2 separate regions of the Mus musculus genome follow, and region 2 is linked to region 1. Evidence: chromatin contacts called from public HiChIP or PLAC-seq data. All regions are on one chromosome and are shown on one strand. Each heading gives the region's core, a stretch centred on a gene start, on an enhancer-like site or on the middle of the called end of the contact. The rest is flanking DNA. Distances are from core to core; before and after follow the strand shown.

Evidence for each region. HiChIP or PLAC-seq counts read pairs in DNA pulled down with a chosen protein or histone mark.
Region 2: a contact with region 1 is called in an H3K4me3 HiChIP or PLAC-seq map of bone marrow-derived macrophages, with 4 times the contacts expected there. The contact joins two enhancer-like sites. A contact is called at or near these places in 1 of 484 Hi-C or Micro-C datasets (the G1E-ER4 cell line) and 3 of 115 datasets of contacts at active chromatin or transcription factors (bone marrow-derived macrophages, embryonic stem cells and stem cell-derived neural progenitor cells).

The regions. Positions count from the first base shown.
Region 1 is chr8:25,068,337-25,074,218 of GRCm38.p6, forward strand. It overlaps Plekha2 (pleckstrin homology domain-containing, family A (phosphoinositide binding specific) member 2), which reads right to left. Exons shown (of 12, transcript NM_031257.3): 3 at 3,663-3,719. Among named protein-coding and RNA genes, the nearest start is that of Plekha2, 31 kb to the right of the region's middle. Within about 2 kb of position 2,210, at least 147 of the 459 cell types and tissues checked have an H3K27ac peak or open chromatin away from gene starts, as enhancers often do. A contact at or near this core is called in the G1E-ER4 cell line and bone marrow-derived macrophages, where this site is marked.
Region 2 is chr8:25,222,630-25,228,580 of GRCm38.p6, forward strand. It overlaps a transcript of Tacc1 not described here. Among named protein-coding and RNA genes, the nearest start is that of Tacc1, 24 kb to the left of the region's middle. Within about 2 kb of position 2,347, at least 71 of the 459 cell types and tissues checked have an H3K27ac peak or open chromatin away from gene starts, as enhancers often do. A contact at or near this core is called in the G1E-ER4 cell line and bone marrow-derived macrophages, where this site is marked.

The sequences.
Region 1 (5,882 bases), core at 960-3,459:
CAGTAGCAACCTAAGCGTCACCCAAGCGTCGGGACACCGTGAGGGCCAGCCACACCCTGTCTGCCGTTGGCCGGAAGTGAGGCCTCTCAGCACCCGGGACAAAAGCAGAGGAAGGTCTTGGAGAACTCAAAAGCATGCCCCAGTGTCAGAGGAGACTGTCCCGCAACAAAGTAAGAAAGCCACCCACACAATCATCAGAGGCCTTTCAAGTTGGTACATACGTAAGCATATTTATCTGGAAATTTATCAGTGCCCTTCAGTGGGCTCTCCAGAGCAGTAGTAGCTCTCAGCCTTCCTAACACCGTGGCCTCTTCTTTTCTTTTCTCTTCTCTTCTCTTCTCTTCTCTTCTCTTCTCTTCTCTTCTCTTCTCTTCTTTCCTTTCCTTTCCTTTGCTTTTTTTATTTGAAATTTTCTTTATTTACATTTCAAATGTTATCCCCTTTCCTAGTTTCCTCTCTAAAAATCTCCTATCCCCTCTCCCCTCCCCCTGCTCACCAATCCACCCACTCCCACTTCCTTAACCTGGCATTCCCCTATACTGGGGCACAGAACCTTCACAGGACCAAGGGCCTCTCCTCCCATTGATGACTGACTAGGCTATCCTCTGCTACATATGCAGCTAGGGCCATGAGTCCCACCACCATGTGTTTTCTTTGGTTGGTGGTTTAGTCCCAGGGAGCTCTGGGGGTACTGGTTGGTTCATATTGTTGTTCCTCCTATGGGGCTGCAGACCCCTTCAGCTCCTTGGGTACTTTCTCTATCACCTTCATTGGGGACCCTGTGTTCTGTCCAACTGTGGCCCTCAAATACAGTTCCTCATGCTACCCAACCATAGAATTATTTTCTTGCTATTTCCTAATTGTAATTTTGCTACAGTTATGAACCATAGTGGAAATCTCTGTGTTTGCCTATGGTCTTAGGTGACCCCTGTGAAAGGGTCGCTCAACACCTCAAGGGGTCCCGACCCACAGGTTGAGAATCACTGTTTTGGAGTCTCTCTCTCTACCCGTCCACACCCAGCCCACAACACACAAATAGTTAATAGCCAGTATTTTTGGAGGACCTGTTATCTATCAGAAGCCCTCAAAAAATAGATCCAGTAGGGCTGGGGGCTGGCTGTGTGAAGACCTCTGGGATGGGACAGAAGGACAATGAAAAGATAACACCATGGGCCAGGTTCAGTTATTTCCTAGTTTGCCCAACCAGACTGCTTCTGTTGTCATTATGTCCTGGAGACAGATACTTCCATCTTTGGGTCGGCCCTCTGGAGGACAGCACCCCCCCACACACCTCTCCCCACCCCTTACCCCCCCCACCCCTCCATCCCTCCACCCCACCCCTTACCCCCCCCCACCCCTCCATCCCTCCACCCCACCCCTTACCCCCCCCACCCCTCCATCCCTCCACCCCACCCCTAACATGCCAGCCCCATACACTAGTCTTCCAGAGATCAGGGACAGAACAAGCCAATCTGTCTCACTCTGTGCAAACACTTGACCCTGGGAGTGACCTAAGGATGACAAAAAAAAAGAGAGACAGACAGACAGACAGGCAGGCAGACAGACAGACAGAAGAGGGCCTAGTTTGTTCTGGCAGTGGGTCAGCTGGAGGTAAGGTACTCATCGATCGGTGACCTAACCCAGTGGCCATTTATGGGTTTTTCAAAGACCTGTGTGGGCTCACCTGTCTCAGGAAGGGCTGGCTAAAAGTCAGGTCACCCTTTCTAAAAGAGGCAGAGGATACTGAAAGCCTCCTCTGGGCTGCATTTATAAACCATGATTCAGCAGGAGATTATATTCACTGCTCCCTCCCCCCCCCCCCCCCCGCCAAAAAAAAATGCTTCCCCAACCCATCACACAGGAGACGGTTTCAGTTTTCATCTTCAACAGGGTTTTCTGCTCTCCTGCCTTCCCCCTCTCCACTCCCTCCCCCCCTTCCCCTGCCCTCCCCCCAATTCTCCTTCTGGAGAAATGACCTAATGAGCTCTCAGCAGATGAGAAGAAAGGGCCCCTTGGGGGGGTGGGGGGTGGGCAGAAGCTGGGCTGGGCTGCCCTGGCCTGGGGAGGCCCCCACATTTCTTATCAAAGGGCATGCACAAATTGCCTGCAGCTGTGCGCTTTAACCAGCAGCATCCTTCCCCTGAGGCCATTATCTCCCCTCTAATCAGCTCAACCACTGCCCAGCATCTTCTCTCCCTCGGTGCTGAGGTCCAGCTGCAGCTGGCAGGCATGGGATGAGCCTGCCCGTCCAGCCAAAGATGGCCACTCCTCTCAGCACCTCTCTTGACCCCCATCGTCTGTAGGAGCTCTTCTCAGATCTTAAATCTGTTACCAGATGGGAGCCACTTAGCTCAACCCCTAGCCTCTAGGTCCTCAAAGTCCCTTGGGTGGGAGGAGCCAGGGAAGAAAGCAGCAGCCCTCATGAGGACAGGCATGGGGGACAGGACTTCTGCGGCTTTGAATCTGGCTGGGTGCCACCTGGCTTCCCTCCTGCTTTCTGAAGAGGAGCTAAATCCCCTGGCCACTTTTTCCCGTTATTTAGTTATTCATTTATTTTTTTTTAAATCAGGGCTGCATCATGGGTCAGCAGCAGCAGAGGCTGCCCTGGGGAGGGACTGCTAAAAGCAGCCGAATTCAGCAGTTTTTTGTGAGCGTTGTTGACTGGCCCTACTCCCCCAGGTCTCAGAGAAGACTAAGAGCTGCTCTTGCCCCTACATGAATGCTAGGTGAGGGCACAGACTGCCAGGGACCTACCATGCTCCCCAGGAGGTACCCAGATGTTGGGTGTGGTCCTGGCCATATCTTAGGGCCTACTGGGGGGTGGTGTTTTCAGCCCTCCATCCTCAAAGCTTCTGTCTGGAGAACTGGTAAAATCCCAGGGGACCTGAGGCATTTCTGAGCTGCTGCTCATAACTGTACGTTTCGAGAGAATCCTTTACTGGATCAGGGTCATTGTCCTTTTGTTCCAATCACAAGAAAGAAAGAAAGAAAGAAAGAAAGAAAGAAAGAAAGGAAGGAAGGAAGGAAGGAAGGAAGGAAGGAAGGAAGGAAGGAAGAAAGAAAGAAAGAAAGAAAGAAGGAAGGAAGGAAGGAAGGAAGGAAGGAAGGAAGGAAGGAAAAAAAAGAGGTCACATCCTACATGGTACTTTATTTCAGATGTGACATGCTTCCCAAAGGCCAGTGGTTAACAGCTGGAACTCTTAGGAGGTGGGGCTACGTGGGAAGTCCTTAAGTGATTAGTGATACCCTTAGAAGAGATTATAGGTATCCAGTCCCTCTATAATTTGCCTCCTAGCCATGAGGCAAGAAGCTGCCCACCACTGCTTCTGACATAATGTGCTGCCCCAAAATCACAACTAAGATCTCAAACACAGTGACCCAAAGTAACCCTTTTCTCTGTCGAGAGTATCTCAAATGTGCCCACAGGTCTGGAGTGACGACTATCCGGCGGATCCAAAGAGTAAGAGGCTGTGGGCCACCCTCTCCACTGCTAACCACCACTACCACCACCAAACAGCAGCAGCCTGAGAAACAGAGACACGGAGGGTCACGGCTGTGACTGCTCCCAAAGGCTCACACCTCCAGGATGTAGAGCTTCCTCATGCTTAGACATTAAACCTGCTCTGAGAGCATGGCTTCCCGGCGTGCCAAACCAACATTACCTTCGAGATGTAGGTCAGCTGCAGAGATCCGACAGCTCCTGCCCCAACGGCCAGGTTCTGAAAGACAAAGATTTTTTCTTAAGATGTGCACTGTGTGAGGCCCCCAAACAGCTGTAAGAGATAGGGTCAGTGTTCTGGTCTAACCTGTGCCATTGTAGTCTCAGGCAAGTCACCCTGCTATGTACAAGACACCAGTGATAAATCTAGGGGAACATAGTGACACTAACAGTAGCCCTCACCTTCTTCCGATGAGTTACTCTAGGACAGGGGTTGGATGGGTATGCACCACCATTTAACTGACCCCCAGGGTCCCCTGCTGTGATCTGGGATGCCCTTATTTAAACCAAAGTGCTTGAGATTTCAGGGGTTTGTTTTTTCTTTTCCTTTTCTGCTAGTGAGAGTTCCTTTTCCTGGGTGATGTGATGGCAGATGCATGTCATTACAACCAAGCTCTTAAACATTTTACATTAAAAAAATGAGAAGTCCTGAGGATTGGACCCGAGTCTAAACACAGAATTCCATTTGTGCTTCATGTACAGATTGCCGGAGGACGGACGGTAACTTTAGACAATGATTTTTGTCCCCTCCTGTTCTGACTGTAACACACCTCAAGGGGCTAGGCATAGAATTTTCTTTCTTTCTTTCTTTCTTTCTTTCTTTCTTTCTTTCTTTCTTTCTTTCTTTCTTTCTTCCTTCCTTCCTTCCTTTCTTTCTTTCTTTCTTTCTCTCTCTCTTTCTTTCTTTCTTTTTCCATTTTTTTTTTACTAGATATTTTCTTTATTTACATTTCAAATGTTATCCCCTTTGCTGGTTTCCCCTCCGAAAACCCCCTATGCCCTCATCCCTCCTCCTGCTCACCAACCCACCCACTCCCGCTTCCCTGTCCTGGCATTCCCCTACACTAGGGAATCGAGCCTTCACAGGACCAAGGGCCTTTCCTCCCATTGATGTCTGACAAGGCCATCCTCTGCTTCATATGCGGCTGAAGCCAGGCATAGAATTTTCTTCTTGTCATCACATCCACATTCGGAAAATTGCAGATTTGACATCATCTCAGACTTTCAGATTTTTTTTTAAAAACTATTCTTTTTATTTATTTTTATTTTTTTATTAGATATTTTCTTCATTTACATTTCAAATGTTATCCCCTTTCCTAGTTTATTTTATGTATATGAATACACTGTAGCTGTCTTCAGACACACCAGAAGAGGGCATCAGATCCCATTACAGAAAGTTGTGAGCCACCCTATGGTTGCTGGGAATTTAACTCAGGACCTTTGGAAGAGCAGTCAGTGCTCTTAACCACTGAGCCATCTCTCGAGCCCTGGGAATCTATTATCCTGGGAGTCCATTGAGAACCTGCTTCCACAACCTGAGCCTGCAGCTCCAAAACTCACACCATGATCCTCCAGGAGAACAGTGGAAGCCCCCACTATACGGGGCCATCTCTAAGCAATGAAAAGAACAAAATCTTGGATAAGAAAAGTTGGTAAATTTACCTAAGGATTAACAGAGAAGTGGTCTACCATTCTAGAAGACTCCCTTAAGAAATCTCTTAGCTGGAGAGATGGCCCAGGGGTTAAGAGCACTTGCTGCTCTTATAGAGGGCCCAGTTTGACTCCTAGTGCCTACATGGTGGCTCACAACTGTCTGTAACTCCAGTTCCAGGGGCTCTGATGCCATTCTATAATTTCACAGGCACCAGGTGCACACGGTACACAGATACATGCAGGTACATGCAGGCAAAATACCATATACCTAAAATAATTTTTTTTATTAAAAGAAATTTAAAAAAAATAAATGTCTTAGATTTGGGGAGAACACTCTAGCCTGTTACCCAAATTTAATTTATATCTCCAAAATAAATTCAGTTTGTCCAGCTTCCTGTTTATAAGGAAACAGGGCTAACACAGCCATTTAAAAAGCGCCCTGAATCTCAGCAACAGACCTTAAAAAAAAGACTCCATTGCCATAATTTATACATGAAATATGAAGCTGAGAAAGCACCTTTGAGAGGCTGAGAGTGCGATTCAGTGGTGGAATATTTTCTGAGCATGCATGGGACCCTCATGATCACCCCAAGTTCTGTATGCATGGGACCCTCACGGTTACCCTAAGTTCTGCAAAAGTAAATGTATACGAGCATGCAGATTGGCATTATTTATGCACTGCCTAAATTTTATCATGACTTCTAAAAATTCATTGAAGGAAATCCCTATT
Region 2 (5,951 bases), core at 1,097-3,596, 150 kb after region 1:
CATCTCTGTGGTGTGCTGACTTATTCTCCTTCGAGTGTGTGCCCAGGAGCCGTAGATTTTAAAGGGACATTTCCTCTTCTTGAGGATCGACTGATTTCCATTCTGACTTTATTTACTTATTTAATTTTTAAATTTAACTTTATTTTATATGTATCAGCATGGGGGACTCAGATCCCCTGGAACTGGTGTTACAGACAGTTGTGAGCTGCACATGCGGTTGCTGGGAATTAAGCCTGGATCCTCTAAAAAGAGCAGCCAGTGAGTGCTCTTAACTGCTGAGCCATCTCTCCAGCTTCCATTCGGATTTTAATGAGATGGAATCTCAATATAGTTTAGCTTGCGGCTCCCTGAAAGCTAAGGATGTTGAACAGTTTTTCAAATATTTATTGGTCATTTTTATTTCTTCCTTTGAGAACTGCCTTCATCCCATTGGCTATTTACTGGCTATTTATTGGATGATTTGGGGGTTGTATTTAATTGGGAGGTTCTTTATAGATTTTATATATTAATCTCCTATCTGACCTATAACTAGCAAAGATACGCTCCCCACCCCCCAATCTTTAATCAGTTCTATGATTCCTTTTTTTATTTTTTTGTCTACAAGTGTGATCATTTGAATATGCTCGGCCTAGGGAGTGGCACTATTAGAGGGTGTGGCCCTGTTGGAGTAGGTGTAGCCTTGTTGGATTAGGTGTGTCACTGTGGCTTTAAGACCCTCATCCTAGCTGCCTGGAAGCTAGTATTCTGCTAGCCTTCAGATGAAGATGTAGAACTCTCAGCTCCTCCTGCACCATGCCTGCCTGGATGCTTCCATGTTCCCACCTTGATGGTAATAGACTGACCCTCTGAACCTGTAAGCCAGCTCTAATTAAATATTGTCCTTAGAAGAGTTGCCTTGATCACGGTGTCTGCTCATAGCAGTAAAACCCTCACTTAGACAACTTAGAGTCTAGGGATCATTTCCTGTGGGGCTGGGGTCTTCTTTTTGGAAAGTCCTTGCGTAGGCCTTGATCCTGAAGAGTTTGAAGACTATGTCTTCCTCAGGTCGTTTAGCCTTGAAGGCTCGTGGCACATCTTGAGTTTATCTTTGTTTGGGATGAGAGCTGTAGATGCGCTTTCTTTCCTTTGCACGTGGTTGTCACTGTCCCAGCGCCATCTGTACAGCTGAGCTCTCTCGGCAGGGCATTTGTCTTCAGCTTGCACACTAGAGACAGAAGCTTTCACCACGCCAAGTGCATTGCTTTGTGCCCCGCCTGTCTACGGACTGCACACCACTGGCTGCTTCCCTCTCAGTAAAACTCTCAAGCCCAGAGCATGGCACACCCCAGAGGCTCAGCAGACTGATCGTGGCTATGAGAGGTTTCTCTGATTTTTGTCTTCTTGAACACCATTTTCTCCACCCACAATCCACATTTCAATTTGGAACTTATGCTTTCCTGTGCTGGGTCCAACTCCAGCTTTCCAGGGTGTGAATGTGACTCACAGCTGACTCAAAATTCTCTCCCACCCCTATCCCTCTTTTCTCCTGCCCCCAAACCATATTAGACCCATCGAGCATGTGGGACCCACATCTAACCCAACTGCCGTGCCTTGACAGCCTTTTAACATTTCAACTGTGTTTACCAGAACCTGTTTAGTAGATCAAACCCAGGGCAGGATTCCAGACCTAAGTCAGCATCCCCAGGGTGGAAGATGTGCTCAAGGCTGCCCACCCACACCCTCCCAGGAGAAAAAGCCCTCTGAGATGGAAGCAGGGTACCCAGCAGGAATCCCAGGCAAGGAGCTAAGTTTGGGGGTTTCATACGCAGAAACCTGACTCTGCAGTGTGTTAGCGATAAACAAATTGGGCATTTTCATTAGTCCCTGGTCTCTAAATGTATTTCATCCCTCTATTGGAGATGCTGGGTTAAACGTCTATGATAAGCCCTGGTAGGAACATTTCCCAGCTTGGTGGCGCCAGAAATATGTACACAGATGGTGTGAACCATTCCTCAGCTTCATTCCACAGCTCCTGGTACATCTGTGTGGCCAAATGCTGCTGCCTCTGTGGTCCCAGAATTCACTCCTGCCTACCCATACAAGGACCAAATTGAAATTTTTTTCCCTAAGTCTTTCTTCTTTGCTGGAATTTTTCCTCTGCTCCCATTAAAATACTGATTTCTGTGCCCCTACCCCCACCCCCCAAGCAAGATACTCAGGATCATTTTATCACCTGCCCTCACACTTTAGAGTCAACCATTCAATATCTCCCATCAAGTGGCGTTCAGGGTGGACGGGGCACCCCAAGGGAGCTGCTTATTCGTTCTGAAGCTGACAGCGGAGTGCAAAGGAGTGATTCATTTTATGTAACACAGGGCTCTGAAGGTGGAAGAAACTCAGCTGTGACCAAAAAAGGAAGCAGCGTGATTCAGCTTCCATGGGTGGGGGTGGCGGGTGAGGAGGGGGCGCACTCGCCGAGAGGGAGGAAGGAAGGCGGGCATATCCAGTAGTGGCAACAGGGCAGGCGGTGAGGGAGAAAGGAGAGCTAAAATCTTACCCAGCTGCTACCTTCAGAAACCAGTGAAGCTATCGCCCTTGGAGAGGAACTTCCAAAAGATTCCTCCCTGATTGTGAAGTCCTTGAGAAGTCGTGGCTTGGAAACTGTCACCTAGAGTATTTTTACAGAAACAAGATAACCACAACAGGGCTCTGCGGCTTGACCGAGGGGGGGGTGGGGGTGGGGACACTGTTTTCTGATCTCTCAAGGTGTCAAATTGTTACTGCTCTTTGGAAGGTTTATTGGAAAGTCCGGCTGGAAGTACAGGACATGTACACACAGACACACACACACACACAGACACACACACACACACTTCCCCCTCACATAATACTATAGAATCACAGATTAAACTCACTACACACAATCCACATATAGTCTCATGTATACATACCACAATTGCATATAGTCACACATACACACACCTCTCCTATACAGATATATAGACATACATACACATACACATATTTATATATATATATACACACACACATATATATGCCATAGAGCTATACATACTCCAATCTCCCACACAAATAAATGTCCCCACAAAGTCACACACAAGCCACTCCCACAAACCCCAAGTACCACCCACACACTCACCCACACACTTTCCCACACACCCACACACTCACCCCCACACCACCCCCACACTCACCCCCACACCCCCACACTCACCCCCACACCACCCAACCACCCACACACTCACTCACACACTCACCCCCACACTCACCCCCACACTCCTCAAGCATCAAGCACACTAGTTCTGGTGTAGGAGTTTGGACTCAAAGGAAAGAGTTTACAAAGGGTAAGAAAACAACATTTCCGTTAAAACAAAATAAACCATAAACTAGGCCAAAAGAAAAACATAAGGAGAAACTAAAAATGTATTTAAAAAATGTTGGATGAGCCAGTCAAGTGGATGTTATAGTGTTATAGCCCTGAAGATGAAAAAGCCAATCTCCTTCCTCCCCCCCCCCCCCCCCGTTTCTTTTAAACGGGGTCTTAGTATGGCGCTCATGCTGGCTTTGAATTCCTAAGCTCCTTGTTAAACAGGGTACCTGGGACTCTGGGAACCCATTCATCCCTCTTGGTGGAGAATGGCTATCCTCCGAAGGGGGGCATAGCAGTCTCCCTGCTTCTGCAAATAAGACCTTCGTAAGCTGTACAGAAACCACAGAAGGCACCCACAAGTTCTGCCACACAACCAATACAAGTTTTAAGGGACTGTCTTTAAACCTGCATTTCTATAAACACACACTGCCGCTACAAATCCCTTCTGCATCTAACAGGCATTTACACTGCACTTCAGTCAGTGGATGGATACCAATGAACAAGTCATGAGGACACACAGAAAGATTCCAACTCCCAGAAATGGAAAAAAAAAAAAAAAAAAAAAAGGCGGGGGGGGGGGGGCGTGGAGCGGCTGGGACGGTGGTTGGCTCCCCCTGGTGGCAGAACTGAAGAACAACGCCTTCTCTGGCAAGAGGTAAGAATGTGATAGGGACCGAATGAGGGATCCACCCTGTTAGCACATGGTTGGTCTCACAGACCACAGACATGCTCACTCTGTCTCTCTTCCCTATTACTGCTATATGTTCCCAAAATTTGGGGACATCTCCTAGTTCTAATCTTGTCCTCGTGAGAACACACAAGCTTCCATTTCGGGTATCAATTTGTAAATGTGGCCCGTGATAATTAGGACTTGACTTAGGTTCCCCTGAGTTATTGCTCCAGGACACTGGACAGTTACTGGGTTCTAGTACTAAGTTTGGATGCTGAATATCTTCTAAAAGGTCAGTGGGCTACAGGCTCGACCAACGAGAAGACACCCCTGGAAAGTGCCGGAAGCTTTCCTGTGTAGGTCGGGGTGTGTGTGTGTGTGTGTGTGTGTGTGTGTGTGTGTAACACTACTTCAGGAGATTTGTAAATCCCAGTTTTTTCCTCTCCGCCACACGCTGGTACCAGGCTGTGATGCCTTTCTACCAGCCCAAAGCTATGGGTTAGAACCACGAAAACTCCGAGAATAGACCTTTTATCTTTATAAATTGATTGTCTCTAGCATTTTTTGTTACAGAGACAGAGGCTCATACACATGGCTTTGCATGTGAAGTACTACAACTTGAGGGGGAAAAATTATGTATTCGTTTTGGTGATGGTGTGTTGCAGGGTTGAGATGTGTATAAGAGACAGGTGTATGCTACGTAAATTCTTTTTTGTTGTTATTCTTTTGAGACATAAGGTCCCTCTCCCTCTCCTTCCCCAACCCCCCCCCCAGCACCAAACCCCCACCCCTGAGAGAGTGCGTGTGCGTGTCTGGCTTGGACTTTACTGTGTCGACCAGGCTGGCCTCAAATTCACAAGATCCATCTGCTTCTGCTTCCCAGGTACTGAGATTAAAGGCCTGTGCTATCACGACCAGTTTACACAAATTCTTGAATCTGATCAAAAGAAAGTTGCAATCCTTTAGTCCCAGTATTTGGGAAGCAGAAGCAGGTAGATCTCTGTGAGTTTGAGGTCAGCCTGGTCTACATAGTGAGTTCCAGAACAGTCAGAGGTATATAGTCAGACTCTGTCTCCAAAAAAAGAAGAAGAAGAAAAAAAGAAAAGAAGAAAAGAAGAAGAAGAAGAGGAAGAAGAAGAAGAAGAAGAAGAAGAAGAAGAAAGAAAGAAAGAGAAAGAAAAGAGAGAAAGAAAGAAAGAAAGAAAGAAAGAGAAAGAAAAGAGAGAAAGAAAGAAAGAAAGAAAGAAAGGGAAAGAAAAGAGAGAGAGAGAGAAAGAAAGAAAGAAAGAAAGAAAGAAAGGAGAAAAAAAGCCTTCTGTAGTCAAGTAAATAAAACATCCACACTTAAAAAGACAACCCCATTCATCTCCCCAGTTTCCTACTCTCCTATCTTGTCCAAACGTCTCTCACTTGGTTTTCTCAAACCTCTATTTAAGAGCAGTTTTGATGTAGTTCTAGAAACATAACATTTTGCACTCATTAGAAAAGCAAGACACACACACACACAAACACACACACACACCTTTTCTTTTGCAAAGAAGCCCACAAGAGTCATTCTTTCTGTGTAATGTAATGTAATCCAGTATGGTATTTATCTACAGAACAGGTTGGACCATGCTCTGACAGACACTTCCTTTCCTGACACTATGTTAGCTGAAGGGGAAAAGCCATAAACACTCATCATCCCAGGAGATAGCAGAGCCCTGGCTGGTTAATGAGCCACCAGTACAAACACCTGGCAATTTGGTGCCCCCCCCCCCCCCCGCCTCCCGTTCAGCCAGTTTCTCCACACCTGAGTCCTCACTTCCCATTTATGACTCTGTGACCTTGTTTGTAAATTTTTCCAAGCCTTAGGTTTTTTTAGAGACAATTTTATTTGCTTCACAGGCCCACAAAATGATTACATGAAAT